2 separate regions of the Gossypium hirsutum genome follow, and region 1 is linked to region 2. Evidence: chromatin contacts called from public Hi-C data. All regions are on one chromosome and are shown on one strand. The core of a region is the stretch at or near the end of the contact, and the rest is flanking DNA. Distances in the headings are between cores, read along the strand shown. Region 1 has its middle 16 kb from the start of LOC121222811. Region 2 holds the start of LOC107916214 (alkaline/neutral invertase C, mitochondrial).

The links. A called contact is a pair of places that touch in the nucleus more often than the background predicts.
Region 1: a contact with region 2 is called in a Hi-C map of leaf, with 2.4 times the contacts expected there. The contact joins the enhancer-like site here to the promoter of LOC107916214 in region 2. A contact is called at or near these places in 4 of 34 Hi-C or Micro-C datasets (leaf and petal).

Annotation. Positions count from the first base shown.
Region 1 is chrD10:53,687,932-53,694,289 of Gossypium_hirsutum_v2.1, reverse strand. No RefSeq gene overlaps it. Among protein-coding and RNA genes, the nearest start is that of LOC121222811, 16 kb to the left of the region's middle. Within about 2 kb of position 3,604, at least 1 of the 9 cell types and tissues checked has an H3K27ac peak or open chromatin away from gene starts, as enhancers often do. A contact at or near this core is called in leaf, where this site is marked.
Region 2 is chrD10:53,581,979-53,588,723 of Gossypium_hirsutum_v2.1, reverse strand. LOC107916214 (alkaline/neutral invertase C, mitochondrial) reads left to right here and starts at 3,898. Exons shown (of 6, transcript XM_016845371.2): 1 at 3,898-4,956; 2 at 5,341-5,506; 3 at 5,669-5,880; 4 at 5,965-6,458; 5 at 6,545-6,593; 6 at 6,710-6,745. The coding sequence starts at 4,159.

The sequences.
Region 1 (6,358 bases), core at 2,355-4,854, 110 kb before region 2:
TATAATTGTTTGTAATTACTCGCGTCATTACTCTTATTCTCACCCTTCTCCTAAAGTTTGGAGAATATAATTAAACTCCAATTACATTCAATCTTGTGATACCTACTAAATTTTATTATTACTCAAACATATCACAGGATGATGATTTTAATTTATCTTTAAACTTTTTGGAAAATTTTTAAATTTTTAGGAATGATTTTAAGTCATCCCAACGCCTCTAAATTTTGTAGCTATAGATATTACATTGCAATAGATGATACCTGCTTTGAGAGAATTTTGTAAATTACATTTCATTAGCTTCTTATGAAACTTGAACCGGAAAATAAAAATGAGAATGAAACAGGAGCAATGATTCGTTTAAATATAGCCACATGAACCAATGTCTTGCATATTTTGACCATACACATCCACATACAACATTTGCTCATATGTTGGGCTGCCCTAAGTTTTCTGCTTTAGCCCATTAATCAAACCCAACTACTATGACTAAAATAAACTAATTGAATGGAAATATTTAAATAAAAAAAATATAGCTCATAGTTTGAAATCCAAAATTGTATGAATAACTTAGGACCGTCTTTGAATGTCAAAAGCAATTAGGTGTTGCTGCAAATTAGCATTTCAAAGTTAAATAATTACTTCAAGGGTTTGGCAGCCAATAATCATCATCCCAAACACTGTCTAAATGCAATATTGATGCCTGTGGGGTTGACTCCTTTGCCTCAATATCATATATATTGGGGGGTAAAACCTGCTTAGTTGACCTGACTTTTGTACCTTTTACTTGCTTAAATTAATTGGGTCTCATCCTTTGTTTCTGACTCACTCATCACTTTTTTCCTCAAAACTTTTGGCAGAATAGTTGGTGGATTTTTTTTTTTTGTTCATTCCAGTTGAAGTTCATTGTTATCCAGTAGTAATATTTTAATTTTATTTTCCTTCCTTGTTGACATGCAAACGCGAGTGATGTTCATGTTTTTAGTATGTTCTATAATGGCTTAAAAAAAACACATATGGGGCAGTGGCATTTACATTGATGCTATACTTTGGGGGATTAAAATAATGGGAGTTTAGATAACGAGTTGTTTCGTTAGGGTTTTCTTTTACTGTGTAATATGAATAAAATAGTGGCTGGTTGGAATTATAGTTTTATATATAATGTTGGGCTTTAACCAACCAAATGTCTCAAATGCTTAGGACTAAACAACAAAGTGTGTTTGCAGTTTCCACTTTGGAGGGGATGACTAAATGAATTCATATTTCAACAAATATTCCCAATTAAAAAGAAATTTTTGACATCTTGTGAGAAATTTTGTTATGAACGTTGTTGGTGGGAGTTGGAGGTTGCAATTGCATGATGATTGCATACAAATTTGGCTCAAATTTTGGTGGGAAGGTTGAGGTGTTTGAAATTCTAAATTTGAGTTTGAATATTTAGATATGTTTAAATTTATTTTAATCTAGGTTTAGATATATTGTGGTAATTATTATTTTCATTTGTGCATTGTAATCATTGTAATTATAATTTTATTTGTGGAATATATTGATTAACTATAATTGTAGTTACACATATATTGATTGTGATTGTGATTGTAATTGTCGAGTGTGTTCATTTCATAGAAAATAACTTAAAAAAACATATTTTTGCAATTTTTTATATTTGTTTCATGGAAATCAGTTTAGTTAATAGAAAATGACTTATAGATAATAATAATAATAAACCATTTCTTCATAGAAATTTACTTTTCTTTTGAAAAGTGTAAGTCGTTTTCCTGAAAAAAGCAGTAACTTGATTTTTTAATAAAAATTAACTTGAATTAAGCCTATTTTTTAATTAATAATAAAATTTTCATTTTAATTTGTAAAAATATTTAAAAATTGATATAAAATATTATAATTTCTGATATTTTTTAATACAATATTAAGGGTACGTGTAACACAGTTGAACCCGTTCCAAACAGATGTCTAACAAGAGTTTTAACCATCAATCCGTACACTTTTATTTTAATAATATTCGTAATATTTTATTAAAAAATAATTATAATAATATTTATTATTAAATTATAAATTATAATTTATAATTTTTTATAGTATAAAATATGAATATTTTAATAATATAAATATAAATATTTGTTTAAATCATAGTTAACTTCATTTTCTAATCCAACCCCATATGTCACAATTCACTTTCATATATGTAATATATGTAACTTCAAATTCAGTTTTAATTAGGCATTACTTATTATTAACTTTATATAATATATTAATTATTATAAAACATTTATATTATTGTAAAATAAATTTCAATTGACAAAGGAAACACTTGTATAGTAATTTTTTAATAAATATAATTTATATTACTTTTTCCCCAAAAAACAACTTTAAAAAATGATTTCAAGAAAGCTTACTAAATAAGAAAAACATTTTGAGCAAAATCATCCAAACATTTTTAAGAAAGTTGTTTTGAATGAAACAAATATAACCGTAATTTAAAAAAATTGACTGGAATGATCAATAAATATTTAGTGCAATGGTAAAGTACATGACACTTCTATTGAACCATGAAAACGATATCACTAGAAAAGAGAATCACAAACCTTCTCTACATACTCGTATAATGGGATATAAATGATACTTTAATCTAAAATAAACATAAAACATATAATTTAATTGAAATAAAAAGGCAATAACATTGCCATATCAATTACAATACGCAAACATGGTGCATATCAGCTCTAGTAGATAGAAATGACACGCACCAAATTTGTTACAAAATAGCATTTGTTTATATTAAAGGAAGATCAATTGTGAAATGAAAAAGAAAAAGAATCAACATTTTGTTTTCGGTTTCAGAACTCAGTTGACTATAGAGTTCAACACTTCAACTTAATATCAAACTTTTAAACCAAACTGAGGAAGGTTTAGTGTACAAAGATGTCAAAATGATTATGGAATTTTACTTTCCCAAACCATCAAAAATCAAATGAAGTTAGTGGATATCTTGTAACATTTGTTGAAACAACTCAATTAATTATTACTATCAATCAAATGTAACATCATCAATGACTAAATTATAATCTAACTTGGAATCGAGGGAGAAATAAAAAGTGATTAATTACGAATTAGTTGAAAATTGTTGACCTACATAAAATTTGAAGTTAAAAGATTAATTAAAATATGTCATTAGTTTTTATATTTAAAAATTTTAAAAATTTTATTTTTTCGATTTAAAAATTCTAAGTTACTCATTATCGTTATTCGTGTTTTTCGTTAAATTTTATCAACTTTACATATTGATTATGCTATCCGCATCATAATGTGGCATATGACTGTTAAAAAAATACTAATGGGTTAAAGATTAAACTATGATTTTTAAATTACAAAACTAAAAATATTTTTAATTCTAACTTTTTTAAATATGGGGACTAAATCTCAAACCGAGTACAAAGATTAATGACATATTTTGACCTAAAAAAAATCAAATTGCAGGTCGTTTTCCAGCAGCTTGGAGTTGAAAATAGAGGAGCCATTAAATGTGGACTATGTGGGGGTACTTGAGTTCCATCGTTTCTTAGCCATATCGCTAACCTTAGTCCATGCCCTAAACATCACAATCTTGAAGTTGCCTTTCATTTCTTCTTTTGTATGCTATATGCAGATAGTTACTGTAGTTACATCTCCATTATAAATCGTATGTCAACGTCATCCACCTTTTATAATCATACAAGTAAAGTATTATATCCTTTTTAGTTTTAAAATTGGATTATAATATTACCCCATGATAGGTCTCCTCTTAGACATATGTCCTAAATGACCCAATGAAAATGAATGATCATTTCAATGGTGATATATTGTGGTCAATTTTCCACATGAAGACTTACCTTTATACTTTATGGACGGTTAACTAATAGATTCTCATATCTTGACTCACTTCTTTGAAACTTATTTGATTAGGGTTAAATGATGGTTTTTATCTCTTCACTACATTTTTTAGAATATATATTTTTAAGGGATTACAACCTAAAATAAAATCAATACAAAATGTATTGGATAAAAAATAGGAAAAAATTCATACATCGCATATATAAATAATATGACTCAAGATCCATACATGACAAATGTATATAGTAAGACTCGAAATTTTGAATTTAATTATTCGCACCAATAAAAGAATCTTATGCCAATATCGTTAATTGTTTGGTTTGAAATTTTTAAATAAAATTATAAATCAAGTATAATTTAAAAAGTAAAATTAATTATAATTGTGTTTTATATTTCAAATCACAACTCATAAACTAAATGTATAAATTGAATACTAGTATAGGAATTTGGCCAATGGAATGATAAAGGAAATCCAATAAGGAGAAAACATGTCGTTGTTAACTTGTACTTTGCCTACTCATAAAAATGGGGGAGGGATTAACTGTAAAGAGAAAGAAGTGTGTAGTCTCCACCTAGCTTCACATAATTGGATCTCTTCTCCAAATCTAAGTAAAGAAAATTGTTAGATTTGGGATGATCAAATGAAATGAACCCCATCCCCTCTTCAAAGGTCACACCTACCCCTAAAAGTGGGGATTTGGTCCCCACTGTAACAATGTCTTAATGATACCCACACGTGTATGAACACCGCCACCGTCGACATAACACGTGGTGCCGCCACTTCATCCACCGTATCTGATCTCCCCCACCTGCAACAGTGTGAAACATCCCCTATACATAATTATTGATGACCACCCGCTGCTTTTAAGTCTTTAATTAGCTTAAACCTCGATGTTTCATTTATATGGAAAAAAATTATTGTAGAGTTAGAAACCAACATAGTTACGTAATACTTAAAATAAAAAATGGGAAACACTGTATGGGGAACAAAGACGTTTTAGAATAGTGTTTAATATTGTTAAAATTGCTTAAAGCCATTTTATTAATGCAGGCGTGCATCGATGAGACGAGACATTGGTGCTCGTCTTTTTCTTTGCTGCTTTGGCGGCTTTTTTAGTTCCATTAATCTTTAGCTCAAAAAGATAATGAAAGCATGCACCCCTCACATCATTTTCTATTCTATTACCTACGATTTGTTTAATGCCTTGTTTATCACCTTCATTTACCCTTTCTTTTCCCACGAGATATGTGTGTTCCATTGCAGTTTATATTCTTTTTAGAAAAACCCCATTATATATTTAATCTCTATGTTGTTGATTATATACATACTAGGTGAGAGGAAGTTCTCTTACTCTAACCTCACAACATATCATCAATTTATATAGGAGGTTAAGATCTCTGGCATTTTTCTTTTGGTTAATTAGAATGTTAGAGAAACTCAAACCCCAAAATTTATTAGAGCTAATGATTACTCAACCAATTGAAATGAACTTTATCAAATAAAGTTTAAGTGAGGGGAGGTTAAATTCTAGTTTAAAACCAACTCATACTATTAATTTCATAAGAGTTGAGAGTAGTACCTATAGATTACTCACCAAATTAGATTATTAGTGGAATTCGAACTCTTATGATTATCAAAATGCTAATGAATACTCAACTAAATAAATTGAAAATGGTTGTTGATAGCTTTAGCTACAATTGTGTTCTTTAATGGCAAACAAACTGGAAAGTAATTTAATTATATACATAACAACATTTTTCAACTATATATGGCTGCTTTCTAGATAGCTATAGTTATGCAAGATTGGGTTTTCTCCTTCACTTAAGGGTCTCTCAACTTGTATACTTAATTAGCTAATATAATTATCTCTGTGATATAGATATTAATATGGTTAGGGATCCATTTTCTGAAACTTTTATGCCATTATATCTAACTATATTTTTCGACGACCAGCCTCCAAATTTTCCTACTGATTTAATTGCTGATTTGTACATCTGTTATCAAAGATACAATGGATCGATATAAATTTCAAAGCCTTAATTTTCAATCTTTTATTGGAAAAGTTGTACCATCATCCAAAAATAATAATTATTAGACTTTATATTTTGCATAAATTGTAGATTTAGTATCTATACTTTAATTTGATCATTTTCATTCCCTGTACTTTTAGAATTTGAAAATTTTAGTCTAAATCAAATGATAATTATTAAATGCATTAAGTTAAGTTGTGTTGTTTTTAAAATTTAATGTGTCAAACATATTATCACATGTATAATGCTATGTATGTTTGTTATTTTCACATATTATTAAAAAAAATCAGTTAATAGATTTTCTGACTGTCGTTTGTATTAAGATTAAAATTTTGAAATTCAAAAAATATATTCACTAAAAATGATTCAATTGGTGGACATGAACTAATTCTATAATTTTATGTATAATACAAGGCTAATGACACAATTTATCCAAATAGATTTA
Region 2 (6,745 bases), core at 2,649-5,148:
TAGCACTCTGTCTGTCTGGTGAGGCTCCACGGTTGCGTAGTTGATCAACACGACTTCCACGTGCCAAGTTTGGGGATTTTGTAAGAACTCTTCCGGGATTACTGCCCGAATTGCCGAATCCTCGTATGGTGTCCATTGAAACTATATGAACATGATAGAAATATTAGTTATATACATAATACTAAATACTAAATACTAAATATCAATCGACTAGCGAATGTATGGAAATATCTATTTTATTTAAAACTTACTTGTGCTTCCGACCGTTGGTCCAATAGAAGCCGTATATCTTCAAGAGAGGACGGTAATCGAGCATGACTTGCCGGATGGTTCCACCTAATTAAATAAATTTTTAGCATACTTTTATTTTTAAAAATCTACATAATAATTGTAAAATCTAATATAAAATTTACTTCGTTATAAGTGGGAATGTATATGGGTGGTCCACTCGAGGACGTAGAAATGGAAAGCGAAACCGTGCCCACGACTTCAGTAGTGACAGGCAACCTCCGATTTTTGCTCTCCTCGGTCGCGTCGCCCCGCACATCTCCCGATATAACGTTGCCAATACGGCAGACCCCCAACTCAATTCATCGGTTGCTCTAAAATCAACGAGTTTTAGTAGCCATCTTAGATGTACGCGACTCCGTGACGTGTCGGGCATCTGATAACCTCCAATTAATTGAAGAATGTATGCCCGAGCATATCGGATTCTTTCAATTTCGGTTGAATCTTCATCCGGATCAAGGAATGTGTCACGTAGCTAGCCCATCTCGATCTTACCTCCCTCTATTTTCTCCAGAATAGCGCCTAAAAGCTCGTAGCACACTGCCCCCCAATCGCTAGATTGGGCAGACCCGATGACTGGGCTCTCGTCCACCGGTAATCCCAATTGCAGACTGACATCTTCTAGAGTGATAGTGCACTCTCCACATGGAAGATGGAATGTGTGCATCTCGAGTCTCCACCTCTCGATCAACACACTGATTAGTTTCAAGTCCACCTTGCATCCCTGGCCTACCGTCGCCACGTCCCAAAAACTTGCTTCCCGCAGGTAGTTCTCTACCAACGGTGATGGAGGAGCATGCATATTCTAGATATTGCATTCCAATACTCGATCTACAGACTTTTATAACAAATAAAAAAATTAATAATTATCTAAAAGTGCATAAATAAAAAATTCTTAAATAATATTTAAAAATTAAATTTAATACTTGCCATTTTCATTTGTTCCACCGATATGTGATCCTTATCAAGACGAGTCAATTCTCCAGCATTGCTGAAATCGTACAAATTTTTACGGTTTAAAAAAATTTTTAAAAAAATTTTTAAAATTATTTAAAAAAAGGGAGTTAAGAGGAACTTAAGAGAATTTTTTAAGGAAATAGAGAGGAAATTTGAGAGAGGATTAGTTTGTGAAAAAAAAAGGTGGGGGTATTTATAGTTTTTTTTACCATTGGAACACTGTTCACGCGCGGGTCAAGTCGCGGCCACGTCAGCAACTCGCGCTGACGTGAATGTGATTTCCTGGCGCGTCTCCTGACATCGCGCTGACGTGGACGCGATTTTTCGAAAAATGGACCATTCCGATAAATAATTAAATAATAGGCCCATTTCGATAATTTAAAAAAAAAGAGCTTTTTTGGTAAAATGCCCGTGGAAAACCACTCAGCATAGGAGCAGTTGGGTTCCATCAAGTCATAAACAATCCTCATAATTAAACACACAACCCAAAATAAGAAAATGAATTAGTAAAAGAAAATAAATTAAACACATCCCTACTCTGTAGAGAGCCTTTTCCCTTAACCAAAACCAACTGATGAAAGCAAGAAACTAAAACGTCTCCTGCAACCATAAACCCATCAAGAATTTGCCTAAAAAACAATGTAAAACCACAGGAAACCCCTCATTGAGAAACTTTTAGAGTGAAAGATATGATATTCTCCAAAACTCAAGGGCATAATCGTTAGAACCTTCATAGACGCTTCATCAATCTAATATTAAAGTTAAAATTGATAGAATTTATAAATATTAGAAGGTTAAATTTATTATTAAATAATAATAAAAACCCCATTAATGTTACAAAAATGATTTTATATAATTCAATGGCGAAAATAAAATTCAACTACCACGTGTTAAATCAGGTACAAAGACACATACGTAATTTTGTAGCTTCTAAGGAACCTTTTTTGTACACGAATTTATCCACTTGTTGGGGGCTTGTGGGGACCACAAACATTGCACTTTCTTCATTTCTTCCTTCAAAATACTAGAAGAAGATGGGAACCACCGCCGACCAACCTCATCCATTCGTAGTTGCAAATTGTGTTATGACTCTTTTACCCTTTAACAAAAATGGAATTTGCCCAATATTTTTGTGCTTGTCCTGTTCTTTTTTCTTTTCCAGTTTGATATTCGGACAAATCAAATAGTTTAAAATTTTTACATGTTAAACAAAATACCTTTTTTTGAAAATATCAAAATCACTAGCCAATGTAAAGGTTCTTTTTTTTAATCTTTATTCAATAACTTATTTTTTTTATGTAGGTTTAGGGTTAATTCTACCCCACCACACAAACTCAACAATATTGATTGTTATGTTTTTAATTATTTTTATTTTTATATTTATGCATGTAAATATATTTTAATTATATTCATATTATTAATTAAATTTAATAATTATATTTTAATTTTGAATGTAATTATTAAAAAAATTAAATGATTAAGATAAAAGAAAAATTAAAAGTTTGTACCCAATACAAGCTAGTCGAAGGCGCATTTAAAATTTTTTAAAAGTAATCAAAATTGAATTATAATTTTTTTTATACGTCAAATTATTATTTATTAATTTATAAATTAATCATTTTGAAAGGACTAAAATGATTTTTCTATTTTTTGAAGACCAAAGTGTAGATTTACCGTATATTAAATTATAAATTTATTATTTATGGTGGAATAAAAGGTTAAATTTCTATTTTTAGGGCTAAAACCCCTACTTGCCCCATTGAGTTTGCCCTTAAAGTTAGTACAAATTAACCTTGGTTGAAACACATTGAAACAATCAAAACATACCAAAATTCTAATTAGAATGGAATTTAGATTACTTGGAATCGATTTAGGACCATAATGGTAAATATTGCCCGATATTAACTACCATGGCAAGACATCCTTAAATTATGACTTAAATTTTAAAATTTTCTACAATCAAGTTCTTCTTTTAGTTTGGTTGACAACATATAAATTGTTTAAAAAATAGATAATATCATTAAATTTTAAAAGACTTGTTTTTTTTGACATTTAAGCTAATGAAAAGAATAGAGTGACCTCAAAGGTGTACATATATTTATACAGTAGTAGTTACGGAAGAATCAAATTGAGGAAAGATAATATCTCATAATAATATCTTATTAGGAATTAAATTGTTAAAAAATAACATATCCTAACAACTAACGAGGAAATTAATAAAATGATTTAATTGATACTATAAAATTTCAATTAAAATATTTAAAAAATTCAATAAATTCCACCATACAATATGAATAGAATATGCAATTCTTGTAGAAGAAATATGATTTTTTTCAACACGTTGATCATTTACAGAAATTGTTGTACGAAAGATTCCTCTTCTCCACTACGGTCATCCTCAGACAGATAAGTCTCAAAATTTCTACATATTTTTCACGTAAAAGAAATTTCAAACAATGATGATGATGTGTTTTAAAAAATAATAAATAATTAAAAACAAATCTAATCCTTTCAAGGGCTTTATGGTAAATTCGCACCACCAAAACCTGAAGTCTTTCACGTGCAGGGACACAAACAGTAATTACACCCACCTACCTTTTCCCCCCTTTTCCTTTTGCCTATAAATACCAAGCAATGCCTCTGGTTTCAAAATCTCCAAAACTTTGAATCTTTAAGACAAATCTCTCTCTCAATTCTATAATCAAACGTTCAATTGTAAGTATTCGCATCTAGATTTAATTTCCATTTTTAGCTTTCTTTTCTTTGAAGTTTATTATTAAATTATATTCCCAATTTTTTCTTTTATTTCTCTGTTTATTTTTTAAGATTAACAGAGGTTTTGTATATACATCTTGCCATAGAGTACAGAAATTTGATTCTTGAATTTAGTGAAAAGGGGAAAAAGGATTAGTTATGAAGTCTAGCACTTGTATTGGAATATCCAGCATGAAACCTTGTTGTAGATTCCTAATAAGTTATAGAAGCTCTTCTTTTTTTGGGTTTTCTCCCCCCAAAATGAGCCGTTCCGGTATCCGTAATTTGTCGAAATCTCTTTCTAAGGCGGTTGATCGCCGTAGGGTGCACTCATGTAAGCATAGTAAGTCGCAGGTCGTAGGTTATAAGTGTCTTGCTGATCCGAATCGGAGGGCTTTTAGTGTATCCGATTCAAGCTGGGGTCAGTCTAGGGTAGTTAGTGATAGTTTCCGTGTTGATAAAGGTAGATCAAGGGAAGTTTTAGTAATTCCCAGAGTAGCGTCGGATTTTAGGAATCACTCAACATCCGTTGAACATCATGTTAATGAGAAGAATTTCGAGAGGATTTACATTCAAGGTGGGTTGAATGTGAAGCCTTTGGTGATTGAGAGGATTGAGACGGGTGATGGATTAGTTAAAGAGGATAACACTGGAATAAATGCTAGTGAGTCAGATGTAAATACAAATGATGTAGAGGGTTCGAATTTGACCGAACCTAGGATTGAGAGAGAGGTGTCTGAGATTGAGAAAGAGGCATGGAACATACTACGTGGTGCTGTGGTGAACTATTGCGGAAATCCAGTGGGGACCGTAGCCGCTAATGATCCAGCTGACAAGCAGCCGTTGAACTATGATCAGATATTTATCCGTGACTTTGTACCTTCAGCACTTGCCTTTCTGCTAAATGGGGAGGCAGAGATTGTGAAGAATTTTCTTCTTCACACATTGCAGTTACAGGTACTTATGATCTTTATACCTAAACATTGCTTTTACATTTTAATTGGAAAATTAGTGTGCTTTTTTATCAGTGGAAGTCTTTGATAGTACAACTGATTTCAGAATTTGTAGAAACTAAAAAGATGTATTATCAATAATATGCTACATTTAGTCCTTAGAAGAACATGAATTATTATTTGGATGTCGCGGTGATGCCGTAGAACATAAATTTACATTTTTTGCATTTCTTAGAGCAACAGGGGATCTTGTCTTCAGATAACATCGAAGGAGCCTCATGACTTTAACTGGTCTATTAGCTTCTGGTTATTAGGGTGATATATTGTTGGACTCCCGTGTATTTTCTAGGCATTGGTTGTTTGTTGATGATGTTTCTGGTGGTTTCAGAGTTGGGAGAAGACTGTGGACTGCTATAGCCCTGGGCAAGGATTGATGCCAGCAAGTTTCAAAGTTCGAACAGTCCCTCGTGATGGAAGCCCTGAAGCATTTGAAGAGGTTTTGGATCCTGATTTTGGTGAATCAGCCATTGGTCGTGTTGCCCCTGTTGATTCTGGTAGGACAGTGACTTTTAGTCAACGAAGCATTTCTTGATGATTACTTCTTTAATTTCGAATACCGTCAACATATTTTATTGCCGGTGTTAGTTATCTGACTATCATATTATTGTCACTGTTGAGATGGTATTAATTCTCTGATTTTGGTGTTAAAATCACAGGGTTGTGGTGGATTATCTTGTTGAGAGCATATGGGAAGATCACTGGTGACTACTCATTACAAGATAGGGTGGATGTACAAACAGGCATAAGACTGATCCTAAATCTGTGTTTAACTGACGGGTTCGACATGTTTCCTTCACTGTTGGTCACTGATGGCTCCTGTATGATTGATAGACGAATGGGTATTCATGGCCACCCTCTCGAAATACAAGTAAGCTGAATAACTTTTTGTTACATATATATTAAACATTTCACTCATATATTTGTTTAAACCCTAAGAATCCTGATCTTGCAGGCCTTATTCTATTCTGCTCTGCGTTGCTCTCGGGAGATGCTCACCGTGAATGATGCAACAAAGAATTTGGTAGCCGCCATAAACAACCGGCTCAGTGCACTCTCATTTCATATCAGAGAGTATTACTGGGTTGATATAAAGAAAATCAATGAGATATATCGTTACAACACAGAGGAATATTCAACAGATGCCATCAACAAGTTCAATATCTATCCTGATCAGATTCCTTCATGGCTAGTAGATTGGATTCCTGATGAAGGTGGCTACTTTATTGGCAATTTACAGCCTGCTCACATGGATTTTAGGTTTTTCACACTTGGAAATCTTTGGGCCATTGTTTCTTCTTTGGGAACCCCAAAACAGAACAAGGATGTTCTGGATTTGATCGAGGCAAAATGGGATGATCTTGTGGCTAACATGCCTCTTAAGATTATTTACCCCGCTCTGGAGTCTGACGAATGGCGGATCATCACTGGAAGTGACCCAAAGAATACGTGAGGCTCTTTTCGTTACTTATCCATAAACATAGCAAATTGGTGAATACAATAATCCAGATATTGACTTGCGTCTTTGTTTGCAGCCCATGGTCGTATCACAATGGTGGATCGTGGCCAACACTATTGTGGCAGGTAAAAATCATAGTTGATTGAATTACGTGTCTTCCGAAATCTTTTGTAATGCCTGTGACTGTGACATATCCGTATACCTTAGTCGCGTAATAATGAATTGCTTTTCACTATTTCAGTTCACATTGGCCTGTATAAAAATGGGGAAGCCAGAA